Regions from separate parts of the Mus musculus genome. Here region 2 is linked to region 1. A link is a contact called in public HiChIP or PLAC-seq data. All regions are on one chromosome and are shown on one strand. Each heading gives the region's core, a stretch centred on a gene start, on an enhancer-like site or on the middle of the called end of the contact. The rest is flanking DNA. Distances are from core to core; before and after follow the strand shown.

Region 1 (6,883 bases), core at 2,593-5,092:
AAATGGAATCGTGTTTCCCCTAATTGAGCACCAGAGCTAGAAACCCCATGCCCGGCTATAAAGCACACGATCATCTTTCTCCCACTCCCAACCCACCCCCAGTTCTGCAGAAATGCTACAAACAAAAAGTGTAAGGAGGTCAGGGTGATGACTCTGTGGGTAAGAACACTCCGGCTCAAACAAGAGAAGCTGAGCTGCAAAACTCAGCACCCTGGTTAATAGCCAGGTGTGGCCACACAAGCCTGTAACCCAGGGCTGGGGAGGAAGGGAAAGGGGGATGGGTGTGACTTGCTGGCTTAGGCTAAATCACAGCTTCCAGTCCTGTGAGAGACCCTGTCTCAAGGGAATAAAGCAGAGGCACACATGCACACAGATGCATACATGCATATATACAAACACACACACACACAGTGGGACACACAGACAGACACTCATTCCTTTATCAAATACTTTCAGAGGAATGAAAAAAAAGAAAGGATTCAAAGCCACAGTTTTGCTTGGCTAACTTGCTGTGCCTAACTTGCTGAGTGACATCAGAAGACTTAGTGAGCATCTCTGAGTTCCACCTATTTAATGGGGGCGGGGCAGACTCTGACAAAATTGGCATATAAAATCTAAGGTTCTCCTTAGATTTACAGAATTCTGTGAAAAGGACTTAGAATTCATTGCTAAAATTTTAAAAGAAATAAAACAAACATTCCTGCCACAAGTGGACTCAATGTCTAACAAGCACTTCTCGGACAGCTTTGGTAGCCCACCTTCCTTTAGCTTCCACGGTGTGCCGCCAACCCACGCTGCCAGTCTGCCTCCCACAAGCCACACCACTCTCCCTACTTTCTTATTTGCTCCAGAAGCCTTCGGTAAAAAGTGATACAAAATGAAGGGATTTCTCCCTGACTTTCGTTCCCTGGCACGGTTGGTATAGCTTAGGACCTGTGCGGATGATTCAGCTCTTGGAGTCTTGATAAGAAGTAACGATAGCTGTAGTGTGAACCCGTGCTACTGACACGCTCCTCTCCTACGATTACACACACTTTCGGATTGTGCAAAGCATCCTCTCCAGTGACAGCATCGTTTGTAACAGCATGACTGGTGTGAGAGCCTTGGGCGTGTGGCCCTCTCTTTTCACACTGAGTTATTGAACTTGGTGCGACAATGGTTCAGACACCAATTATCTTCATCTAATCAAAAATACTGGCTATTATTTTGGGGGGTTACTGTGTGGGGTTACTCTAGAGAGTGAGAAGAGTTCTTCTATCCAATGGTTTGAATGGCTTTGACCCTACACCGGGCAACATTAACCAACTGTCACTGGACTCGGAATCCACTGTTGCTCTGTTTACTCGATCAGTACATTTTGGAACAAGGGCGAGCCGCTGGTGTCATTCCAGTCAGTACTCCCAGCTGGACTGTGAATTCCAGGTCAACCTGAGCCGAGTGGTGAGATCTTGTCTCAATAAAACAAAATAAAATAAAATAAAATAAAATAAAATAAAATAAAATAAAACAAACAAAAAAACAGAACAAACAAAATGCCCAGACATAGTCAATTATGTCTTAATTCACCCCACTTCTCAGATATTCAGGAAAAGGCTAAGCATACCAGCTGCTAAAAGAGAAGCAGGTATAGAGGAAAGCTAGCAGGCCTGAGAATGTTGCTTTTTTAAATTTTTAATATCTCAATTATTATCTGGGGAAAGGGGAGAGGGCTGTGTCTCAGCATGCACGGGGGATCTCAGAAGATAGGTACCAGAAGTTCGCTCTCTCTTTCCACCATGTGAGTCCCAGGGCTTGAACTCAGGTTGTCAGCCCTCTTGCTAGCTCTGAATCTCACGTTTGTAGGACGTAGTGGATCACAGAAAAAGCATTCTCATCACCGTGAGCTCTTGTCAGCCAGAAGATGTTAAGTAGTTCCTCCTTGGCCTTTCCATGAAATTTATGAGGGCAGCCTGCTGGTGAGGGAAAAGAGGAAGAATTCTTCCATATTGCCGAACCTTGTGTCTCACCTCTGCTTGCTCACCCCTTCCTACAGTGACCCTGCATGACAAGAAACCTGCATGGAAAGGTTAAGGGTGCATTAAAAGGTATTCCAACCGAGGCAGGTCACCTGTGCGACAGTGAGGGATACCAAGCTTGCCTGGTTATTTTATGGACTAGAGGAGAGAAAATCTTTCCTCCTGTGGTGAAAATGTGGAGGTGGGAGAAATCCATATTTTCAGTACATATTCAGTGATTAAGATGACTTTGCCAGGGTTGGGCGGTGGTGGCGCACCCCTTTAGTCTCACCACTTGGGAGGCAGAGGCAGGTAGATTTCTGAGTTTGAGTTCCAGGACAGCCAGGGCTATACAGTGAAACCCTGTCTCAAAAAAAAAAAAAAAAGAAAGAAAGAAAGAAAGAAAGAAAGAAAGAAAGAAAGAAAGAAAGAAAGAAAGAAAGAAAGAAGACAAGACAGGAAAAGAAAAGAAAAGAAAAGAAAAGAAAAGAAAAAGGAAAAAAGATGTTTGCCAGGTTAATGGTATTAACTTGTTTTACACATTGAGGTTTTCCCCCCTCACAGTTATAATGCTTTGGTTTGTTGGCTTAAAAATAGCATACATTTATGCAACAATACATTTTCCTCCTAAAGTTTCATGTCAATGAACTTAAACTTTTTTTTTTTTTAAATATCATGGTGCTCCATGTTGCCAGACTTCGGGGAACTCAGGGTCTCTTGCTTTCTGCTTGATGAAACTCGGAAACCAAAGGCATTCCCAACCTCCCTGCAGACAAAGGCAGCCATTGTGTGCTCTGTGCTTCAGTGCTTCCACTCTGCCAAGCAGATACAGAGAGCACTCATGCCCTTCCAACTCCCAAATCTCTTGACTTCCTCTTTCTCCTTCTTGTGGGAGAGATGGCCAATAAGCCCCTTGTTTCCAAATATCTGCAGGAACGAGTGGATGCGACTCTCAGCATCCACTGAACCATAGTCCTTTGAGGATACAGGAAGACATCTGAAATCTCAAGATCAAAATACGAGAAGGAGAAGTCTGAGAGCAAATGAGGTGTCATCTATGGAGACCTTCTTTGTAAAACAACAACAACAATAACAAATGACAGGCTCTCTGGGGATAATAGATAGCTTGCTTGTGCATGGGGCACAGATACTTACCAATTCCACTTAACTTTGCCTTTTAAAATGTCTGTATGGCACACTAAACTACATGATCAGGACTAGTGGTCTTCTATACACATTCTGTCTCTGAACTCCCCACTAACCATAGCATCCACTTTAGTAGGAGGCAGTGCTGGGATTCGAACTTGGCTCAACAGATTGCAAAGGTTGTGACTCTTCCTTAGCAACAGATGGTTCCTACAAGGATTCCAGAAACGAGAGAGCCGTCATTTATTATTTTGTTCTACATTCTAAAATGTGTGTGTGTGTGTGTGTGTGTGTGTGTGTGTGTGTGTGTGTGTGTGTAAAGAAGGGGGGAGGGAGAAGGAGACAGAGATTCTACATTAGCAAGAGAACAGCACAGCAGTAAATGGGAACTCCTCTGATTTTCTGACTCCTGTGCTATTTCCCAGCTCCTAAGAGAGAGCGATTAGAGAAACCACACACGTGCTGACAGGGATGACCAAACGCACACGGAAGATAAACATGAAGGGGTGGGGGTGGGGGGCGTGAAAACTGGAAAACCAAAGTAGCCCTTTCTTTTTAACATGTCAGCACATGTCTCAAACAGTGTCTGCCAACCTATAATTTGCTAGCATAGTCCAACAAAGAGGGACTGCCCATGGGCGTAGGACCTTGTCACCTCACCCTTCACCCCTCCCTCCATCAACCCGGCAGAGTTCAGCCTCAAAGATAGGAGTTTAGACTTCGTACCTCTGGACTGGACCTAGGCCAACCCAACAAATAACCCTGGCCTTGGTGTTCACACTCCCCATTGTTACACTGGGGGGCAGGGGGAACTTCTCAAACAGTGAGGTAGGAACTAGGACATCTCTGCCAACTGTCAACAACTAAAAGGCAAGTATCCTGTTCCAGGTAAGAGGGAGGCTTGACCAGGATACAGGGCAAAGTCCCTACAGTGATGGTCTTTGACAGGGAGGGAGCAAGGGAGGCAACTTCATCAACAGAAAGTCCATCTGGAAAGGCGAAATCAGTCACTGAATGTGGTCCAACGAGTCAAACTGAAATTGGGAGTGGTTAATCCTTGTAGGTAGAATATATGTTATTAGCCACTCGGGAGATCAGGAGTGGGTATCAGTACAAAATCAGCTGGCCCAAGGCATGCAAGTCAATTAGCAGGGCCACGGAAGTGACACGAGGCATGAGTGATGCTCAAAGAAGATGACATGCCCTGCCTGTATGGCTGGTTACAAAGCAAGCCTCCTGCTAGCCAAGGAGGATTTTGCAAACTCCTTAGGTGAGCATTTCTTGTTGTGATAAGTGGAAACTACCATAGGAAAAAAACTCTAAACAGAAAGGAGAATTACAAAGAACAGAAATACCCACACAGAGGAATCGCCTTGGAGCCTCTTTGAACTGTGGTGTACTATATTTGGCTCAAGGTTCCATTAAAATCAAGGAGTTTATATTTGGGCCAATAATCAGAGCTCATAAAAATTCACCCTTGGACTGGGGCTCCTTGTGTGAGTGGATCATTTATGGTTTCTGATGGCTGCGAATGCTATCAGGATGACAAGTCGGTGGATATCGTGAGAAGGTCTGAGGATAGCTAGGACAGTGAACAAAAAGAGAAGCAGTCTCAAAACATGGGGAAACTTTCTATGACACATCTGTCTTGGATGCCCATTACTTGACAGGATACATAATGGACATGCAGAAGAGAGAGATGTAGGAAGGATGGGGCGTGGCAGAGAAGTCCTGACAATAATAACGCACACCAGGCTGTGCAACGGCACAACCAAAAGCAGTCACGTCTCCTCAATCTAGGGAAAGCTTTCACAACAAGTGCCATATAGCTGTCCTTTGGGCTGACAGGATGGCTCAGACAATAAAGGCTCTTGCCACCAAGCCTGAGTTTGATCCCTGGTTCCCTCAAGTTGTCCTCTGATCTGCATACAAGCACCCTGACACATACATGCATGCACACAGATACACATACATGCAATAAGAAGTCCTTCTGCTGAAAACTTTCTAGGAAGGCTGCTAGATTTCCTAGATAAGCACCCTCATGGGCAGTCCAGTGTCTTGGGGCTCATCACATCCTTACAGACGTGAGTCTCCCCTACTAAGCCCAGCATAGCCCTAGAACCAACACTCACACCCCCATCATAACCATGTTGCTGTGGCTGAGCACAGAGCACAAAGAAAAAGAGATAATTCCCGGGTTGTTGTTTTTAATCAGTTTTAACATCTGACTTGTTTCTGTGTCTTATTTTATTTGTAAAGCATTAAGAAAATTCTTACTCATGGAGGTGAGAAACTGCCAGCAATGTTGACTGTGTGTGTGTTGATTTTCTTCTACGGTGCTAGGGCCCAAACCCAGGAGACATGATTGTTTAAAATAGACTTAGATGGAGGAGCTAGAGAAAGTACCCAAGGAGCTAAAGGGATCTGCAACCCTATAGGTGGAACAACAATATGAACTAACCAGTACCCCAGATCTCGTGTCTCTAGCTGCATATGTATCAGAAGATGGCCTAGTCGGCCATCACTGGAAAGAGGCCCATTGGTCATGCAAGCTTTATATGCCCCAGTACAGGGGAACGCCAGGGCCAAAAAGTGGGAGTGGGTGGGTAGGGGAGTGAGGGGGCGGGTATGGGGGACTTTTGGGATAGCATTGGAAATGTAAATGAGGAAAATACCTAATAAAAAATAAATAAAATAAAATAAAATAAAATAAAATAGACTTAGACCCCTTTACAGGTAAACTCATGCCAAGCTTTGAGAGCAGACTGAGAGCTTGAATAATAGGAAATTGTATTTCAAATGTTCATTTTATAAACAATACCTAGGCTCCTCAAAGAATGTATACATCCACTAGAAAGATATTCTTTAAGTTGATCTTCAACATAGATGAAAATCTTGGTATATTTTTAAAGTAGAGATGTTTGGGGAAACATCCCTCAAAATTTGAACACAGCAAAATAAATGTCATACATTTTGAGCTGCAAAGTAAAGTTTCAGGTCACTGCTATCATGTATATTCAGTGTAATCAAGGTGATAGCGTAACTCCCCATTGCCAAACTGAACTCATACAGCTTATTAAAAAAACATTAGCAAGCTGATGCAACTCTGCCATTTGCTAAGCCTTGTTTTGGAAAAATTTATCAGCGATTTCTTGTCTCGTGTGAACCAGGAGACTTTGAGACTGGGTGACATGTACTATTAGGTAAAAATTAATTCTGTAGCTCACTCCACAGGACACTTCAGAAAACTTAAAGGAGTCTAAAATTTGAAGATTGTGTTCTATTAAATGGAGATTCTATAGGGAGTACTAACTCTGTGTGTGTGTGTGTGTGTGTGTGTGTGCATGCACTGTGCACGGGTGTATGTGAATGCATGTAGAACAGAGAGAGGGTCGCCCTCCAGAATCAGCTCCCATCTTCCACCTGAGGCAGAGCCTGTCGTATCTCTAAAGGTCTGAGGTCACAGATGTGTGTGACAGCATCTGGCTTTGGACATGGTTTCTAGAGATCTGAATTTGGGTTGTAAGCTTGTGCAACAAGTACTTTAAACCACTGAGCTATCATCGGTCAGCCCCCTGCCACTGTGAAAGACACTTATTTCACCTCAGTAGCTACTACATGTCTTTCTATGCAGCTTGTGGTGTCTTATTGAAAGTTACATTTCAGCTACAAAGTTCCACAGTGATTTGTAGCAAATAAGTATTCCACATGGCCTTGTTTTTCTAAGTATGGAAGGCACAACT
Region 2 (6,883 bases), core at 2,974-5,473, 78 kb after region 1:
AAGCCCATCCCCACAGTGACACAATTCCTCCTACAAGGCCACTATTTCTGAATAGTGCTACTCCCTGAACCAAGCAAATCCAAACCAACACATTCCACTCCCTGGCCCCCATAGGTTTGTTCAAACACATAAATCTATGGGGGTGATAACTAGCCGTAGCATAATGCAAAATATACACCTAGTCCAACTTCAAAAGTCCCACAGTTTATAACAGTCTCAACAATGTTAAAAGTCCAAAAGTCTCTTTTGAGATTCATGCAATCTCCTAACTATAATACCATAGTAAGTCAAAACTTAAAAAAAAAAAAAAAAAAAAAAACACAGATCACATACTTCCTACATCATGCAGGATATACATTATCATTCCAAAACGTCATGGTGAGAAAATACTGAACCAACATAAGACCAAAAACCAGCTGGGCAAACTCAGGATCTCTATGTCTGATATCAAAGCTCTCTTCAAATCCCCAACTCCTTTCATCTTTGTTGAGTGCAACACAATTATTTTCTTTGGCTGGTTCTACTCCCTGTTAGCGGCTTTCCTAGACCAGTTTCCCATGGTTCTGGCATCTCTTACATCTTGAGGTATCCAAGACAACTTCAACTTCACAGCTTCTCATCCCAATGTCTGGGATCCACACATGATCTTCTGGGCTCCTCCAAAGGGCTTGGTTTACTTCTCTAGCTCTGCCCTCTGTAGCACTCTAGGTTCTGGTTGACTCCACCATACTGTTGCTGCTGTTCTTGGTGATCATCTCATGCTGCTGGCATCTCCAATACACTGGAGTCTTCTGTTGCAACTAGGCTTCACCAATAGCCTCTCTTAGGCTTTCTTCATGGTGCCAAGCCTCAACTTCTATGCATGACCCCTTCAGTCCTGGACAGTCAACTACAACTGAGGTTGCACCTTCACCAGTGGACTCCCATGGCCTCTCACAGTGCCAAACCTAAGCTGTTCTCCATGACACCTTCATGTTGTCAAAACCAGTTCCACCTGGGTGACTCTTACACATTACCAAGTCCAGCTGAAGCATGAGGTACAACCTTGGTTATCTCTGGAACATAGCTTCTATGTGCTTTCAGAAAACACTTCCCAAAAGATTTCACTTCAATGATTGATGCTGATCTCTTTTTAATCACTGCTTATTTCTTAGCTCCAGCTAACCAGCATCAATTTTACCAGTAGTCCCTTCTTTTCTTGACTATAAAGTCAGAGCCACATGGCCACAACTGCCGAATTTTGCTGCTTGGTGGGACTGGAACATGGCTCCTTTGTTCTATTACCTTTTGCCAGCTTTATATTTTCCAACTCCTTCACTGCCTAAGCTTGGCTGTACTGGAACTTGTTCTGTAGATTAATCTTGAACTTTCTGCATGGTGATGTCTCCTGAATGCATCGATTAAAAATGGGTATCATCATGACTGGACTTGGAAGTTATTCTGGCCCAGGCTGGCCTTGAACTCGGAGATCTGCTTGCCTCTGTCTCCTGAGATTAAAGGCATGCACTACCTTGCCTGGGCCTAGCTTTTTCATGGCTGTTATACCTCAAGATCTGGACCACTGGTGTGCTCTCCATTTCTGGATTGAAGTTCATTCTAGATGTAGTCAAGTTGACAACCAAGAATAGCCATCAGAGCCCTCATTATAGGTCCAGCTAAATTACAGTGAAAATTCAAGTGACAGTCTCTAAAGGAGTTGGCAGTCAAATTAAGGACATTAATTGTAAAGAATGGGACCCTGTAACTTGGAATGACAATGTGTATGAGAACGCTAATGAAGCTAAGAACTTTGGACCCTTTAGTTCTCAAGGATTTATCTCACCTGAAGAAGTCATCACTGTTCCCATCCCTTGAAATATTGCCCTTTTCATCTTTGGCTGAGGAAATTAATCCTTTATTGTCTGCTAAACCAGCAGTGACTTTCTCTGAAGGCCATGCCAGGCAAGATAATACTGATGTCCTCCTAGAGTCCACCATTCATGGCCTCTAAACCTATAACCAGACTTAAGACCAAGCAAGCTCCTAAAGAGGAGGTAGAAAATGTAGTCCATGAGGAAGTGTCCTACATTACTAAGGAGCTTAATGAGTTTCCTAATTCATTCAGGCAGAATCCTCCACCACATGTGTGGGATGGAAATAGTGTCAAACGTTTGTTTGAATGGTTGGCTGAGCATTTGTCAAAAGATGGGGTAAGGAAAATGCATTGGAGATGTTTGATCTCTGTTGGTTTACTGCTGATGAAGGGATTTTAAGGCTCAGGGAAATTTCAATCCTAGAGTGGCTATGTGGGTATGTTGTGTAAAACCTAATCTTCCACACTGGGAAGGCCTAGAAGACATGCCCTGGTACACACCTTTACTCCCAGCACTCGGGAGGCAGAGGCAGGTAGGTGTCTGCGAGTTCCTGAGGCCAGCCTAGTCTACAGAATGAGTGCCAGAACAGCCAGGTAAGACAGTTTTAGTTGAGTTCCAACAGCAAAGCTGAAAACAAAACAAAAGAGGCAAAATGCTGAGAGGAGCCGCAGCGCATTCGGAGAGCTTCTCCGTGTTCCAGATCCTAGCGTTGGCGATGCTGCTGCTCGTAGGGTGGATCAAATGGAGTTTTATTGGACCCCAGGTAGCAGGGAACAGGGGCAGCACTGAATCACCAAAGGAAAGGCGTTCGTGGTTATTATAATGGGCAGTGTAGACAATACAAAGTTCACAATGACCTAATGGTCAGCATGGGACAGGTGAATTTTATACCGCCCTGACTCATACGAACCTTTGGTACTTGCTAATCTATCATGGTGTTTCAGGGGGTGAAATAGAGAAGACATCTAATGAATTTGTGTTTGATCTATATAAGCAAAAATATTTCAAACAAATGAAAGAAAGGCTACATTGGATCATAACAAAACAGAATTTCAGCCTGTGAATCAATTTCCAAACTTGAGCTAGTTTGCAGAGCCAGAACACCTTGAATGGAAGAGTGGCCAGGTTTCCCTGAGGAAGGACCTTAATAAGACACCTAAAAGTTTTGCTGTTGGCCTTTCTCCAGTTCTTCCCCAGAGGAACCCATTTTACATGGGTAACTGTTCACTGGGAGAAAAGAAACAGACTTTCCAGTGTCTTTTGGATAATCATTTTGAACTGACGCTGATCCTGGAAGATCCCAAGAAACATTGTGGCCCTCCAGTTAAAATAGGGGCTTATGGAGGCCAGGTGATGAAAGGAACTTTGACCAAAGTCAGATTTGCAGTCAGTCCAGTGGTTTCCCGAACTCATCTTCTGGTTATTTCCCCAGTCCCAGAATATATAATTGAGATAGATATACTAAGAAGTTGACAGAATTCTCACATTGGTTCCGTGACCTGTGGATCAAGGGCTATTATGGTTGGAAAGGCTAAATGACAACCTTTAGAGTTGCCTCTTCCAAAGAAAATAGTAAATCAAAAACAATATTGAAACTCTGGAGGAACTGCAGATTAGTGCCACTATCAAGGACTTGAAAGATGCAGGGGTGGTGGTTCCTGCCACATCTCCCTTTTACTCTCATATCTGGCCAGTACAAAGACAAACAGATCTTGGAGAATGACAGTTGACTATTGAAAATGCAATTAGCTGAATCTGATCGAAGCTGCTATACCAGATGTTGTATCCTTACTTGAGCAAATTAACACATCTCCTGGTACATGGTGTGCAGCTATTGATCTAGCAAATGCCTTCTTCTCAGTACCTGTCCATAAGGACCACCAGAAGCAATTGCTTTCCATAGGCAAGGCCAGCAGTATACCTTCTCAGTTTTACCTCAAGGATATATTAACGTTTCAGCAATATGTCATAACTTAGTTAAAAAGGACCTTGATTGTATATCTCTTCCACAAAACATCACATTTGCTCACTAAATTAATGGCATTATGCTGATTGGATTAAGTAAGCAGGAAGTAGCAACCACTTTGAACTCATTGGTAATCCATATGCATATCAGAGAATGGGAAATAAATCCAACCAAAGTTCAAGGGCCTTCTACCTCAATGAAATTCTTAGGAGTCAAGTGGTGTGGGTTACAAAGAGATATTCTTTCTAAAGTAAAGGATAAGTTATTGCGCCTGGCCCCTCCCACCACCAAGAAAGAAGCACAACACTTAATGGGCCTATTTGGATTCTGGAGGCAGCACATTCCTCACTTGGGTGTGGTACTTTGGCCCATATACCAACTGATTCAGAAAGCTACTAGCTTTGTGTGGGGCCTGGAACAGAGAAGGCTTATCAACAGCTCCAAGCTCCTGTGCAGGCTGCCCTACCACTTGGACCTTATGATCCAGCAGACCCAATGGTACTTGAGGTGTCAGTGATAGATAAGGACTATAGGTTAATCCCAGAAGAGACCTTTGGAGTTTTGGAGCAAGGCTCTACCATCATCTGTAGATAATTATTCTCCCTTTGAAAGAAAGCTCTTGGCTCTCTTGGGCCTTAGTAGAAAGTGAATTTTGACAATGGGTTGTAGGCAGAAAATTTTTGCAAATGTTCAACCTCTTCTCTTCCCCACCACCCAGCAGTGGTAGTGGAAGAGAAAAGTTATTAGAATATGGAAGAAGTGGGCCTGTTTAGCAATAGTTCTTTGGGAGTGAGCTTGATCCTCTTTGGGAGCAGTTCAGTCGCATAGCAAACAGCAAATATGACTCGGCAGCTACAGATCAGTCCTCTAGGAAGGCAGACAGCAGGCACGAACCAGCAGCTGTAGTTCAATGCTGAAGAAATCTAAAGGTGTGTCAACAGGCCAGAGGAGAGGCCACAGAAGCAGCAAGCTGCTGCAGGAGCCTCACAAGCAGTTCTTTGGCGAGTTTCTCTCTGATGTCACCACTAGTGGAGTTCAACAACAAATTCTATGTAAGACAAACTGATACATACATGTTGTTAGCAAAGAATAGCAAGGCAGAGCAAACCAAACCAATGCTCGATGCTCGTCTCCCACTGTCTGTGGAGTCATACATACATTCCCTCATCATGGGGTCCTTTCACGTGTTTGCTGTATCAAAACATCCTTTCATCTGTGTACCTCAGCAAAATATTTGATATAACTAATGTTCCAAAGAAACTAGAAGTTCCCACTTTGATGGGCCACCAAGATATCATGCTACCTGAGCTGCCCATCATGAGTTGAGTGTTATCTGACCCACCAAGTCACAAAGTAGTAGTATGTGCACAGCAGCAATCTATTATAAAATGGAAGTGGTATACTAGGCCCAAGCAGGTCCTGAAGGCACAAGCAAGTTACATAAAGAAGTTTCACAAATGTCTATGTTTTTTTTTCTCCCATTACAATGCCATCTGCTGCTAATTACGCAGCTACAGCCTCATGGGGTGTGCCCTATGATTGATTAACTGAGAAAGAGAAGACTAGGGCCGACTTTATTGATGCATGATATGCAAGCACCACCCAGAAGTGGATAGCTGCAGCGTTACAACTTCTTTCTGGGACAACCCTGAAAGATGCCAGCAAGGGGAAATCTTCACAGTGGGCAGAAATTTGGGGGTACACATTTTGTTTAGAAGGAGAAATGGCCAGATGTAGGAGTGTTTGCTAGTTAGCTGTAGCCAAGGGATTGACTGAATGATCAGGGACTTGGAAATAGCATGATTGGGAAATTGATGAGAAAGACATCTGGGGAAGCAGTATGTGGATAGATCTCTCCAAATGGGTGAAGGATGTAAAGATACTTATGCCCCCATGTAAAATGTTCACAAAAAGGTGACTTCAGCTGAGAAAATAATCAAGTGGATACGATGACCTATTCTGTGGACAGTCAGCCTCTTTTGCCAGCTATTCCTGCCATTATCCAATGGGCACATGAGCAAAGTGGCCATGGTGGCAGAAATGGGGTTGTGCTCGACCACAAGGACTTCCTCTCATCAAGGCTAGCCTGGCTGCTGCTGAGTGCCAGATCAGCCAACTGTAGAGATCAACACTGAGAAATGCCACCATTCCCCAAGGTGACCAGCCAGTGACCTGGTGGCAGGTTGACTCTACATTGAACTACTTCCTCTGTAGAAAGGACAACACTTCTGGTTATAGATTTACCTTTCCTGCATATAATGCCTCCGTCAAAACCACCATCTGTGGACTTAGAGAATGCCTTATTCACCATCATGGCATTCCACACAGCATTGCTTCTGACCAAGAAACTCCCTTCGCAGCCAGAGAAGTGTGACAATGAGCTCACGATCATGGAGTCCACTGGCCTTACCATGTTCCCCACCATCCTGAAGCATAAGGAGACATGAGTGTGTGTCCGGTTCACAAAGTGGGCTTGTGATAGCTATACTTGCTTGACTACATCCAGAACTGAAACCTAAAGTAGGGGGAAATGTTTGCTTAATTTGAAGTAGGAAGGCCCACTTCTAATCTACATCTTTGAGTTCAGAAGACACACCTTTAATTCAGATCTTTAATTCATATCTAATTTGGGCCACACCTTCTGCTGGACACCTAAATAGTAACATGGAAGATGGAAGCTTTTGTTTGCTCTTTTGCCTGCTTGGGCTCACCTTACCAGGAAGCCCATTCCTGGACTGGCATTACAGCATTCGGGATTCCAGTGTATACTGAAGACCAGCTGAGACACTCAGCCACATGAACTGAGCAACTACTGGATTCTCAAACTTTCTGAGGCCCGTAAGTCACTCTAATAAATCCCCTTTCTGTATATATAAAGAGATCCATTCAATAATTCATTCTATGACTCTAGAGAACCATGACTGATAATACAGTTTACAGTGGTGTGAAAAGGACGCACACTCCGTAGAAATTGAATTTCAGATTTTAATCTCAACTGGTGCTGGTGGCAGGCCATGGGATCTTCTCTGCACTGCTATGAGGTGAGCTATGTGCAGGACTGTGT

Evidence for each region. HiChIP or PLAC-seq counts read pairs in DNA pulled down with a chosen protein or histone mark.
Region 2: an H3K4me3 HiChIP or PLAC-seq map of intestinal villus epithelium shows a contact between it and region 1, with 8 read pairs. The contact joins two enhancer-like sites. A contact is called at or near these places in 1 of 15 datasets of contacts at CTCF or cohesin (CD8 T cells), 18 of 484 Hi-C or Micro-C datasets (the C2C12 cell line, CD8 T cells, DN3 thymocytes and 11 more), 5 of 115 datasets of contacts at active chromatin or transcription factors (bone marrow-derived macrophages, embryonic stem cells, intestinal crypt epithelium and 1 more) and 1 of 9 other capture datasets (embryonic stem cells).

What each region holds. Positions count from the first base shown.
Region 1 is chr5:64,706,554-64,713,436 of GRCm38.p6, forward strand. LOC105244755 (a long non-coding RNA gene) reads right to left here. Exons shown (of 4, transcript XR_868443.3): 4 at 1,656-1,952. Among named protein-coding and RNA genes, the nearest start is that of Gm26761, 11 kb to the left of the region's middle. Within about 2 kb of position 3,843, at least 37 of the 459 cell types and tissues checked have an H3K27ac peak or open chromatin away from gene starts, as enhancers often do. A contact at or near this core is called in intestinal villus epithelium, where this site is marked.
Region 2 is chr5:64,784,153-64,791,035 of GRCm38.p6, forward strand. No RefSeq gene overlaps it. Among named protein-coding and RNA genes, the nearest start is that of Klf3, 16 kb to the right of the region's middle. Within about 2 kb of position 4,224, at least 7 of the 459 cell types and tissues checked have an H3K27ac peak or open chromatin away from gene starts, as enhancers often do. A contact at or near this core is called in intestinal villus epithelium, where this site is marked.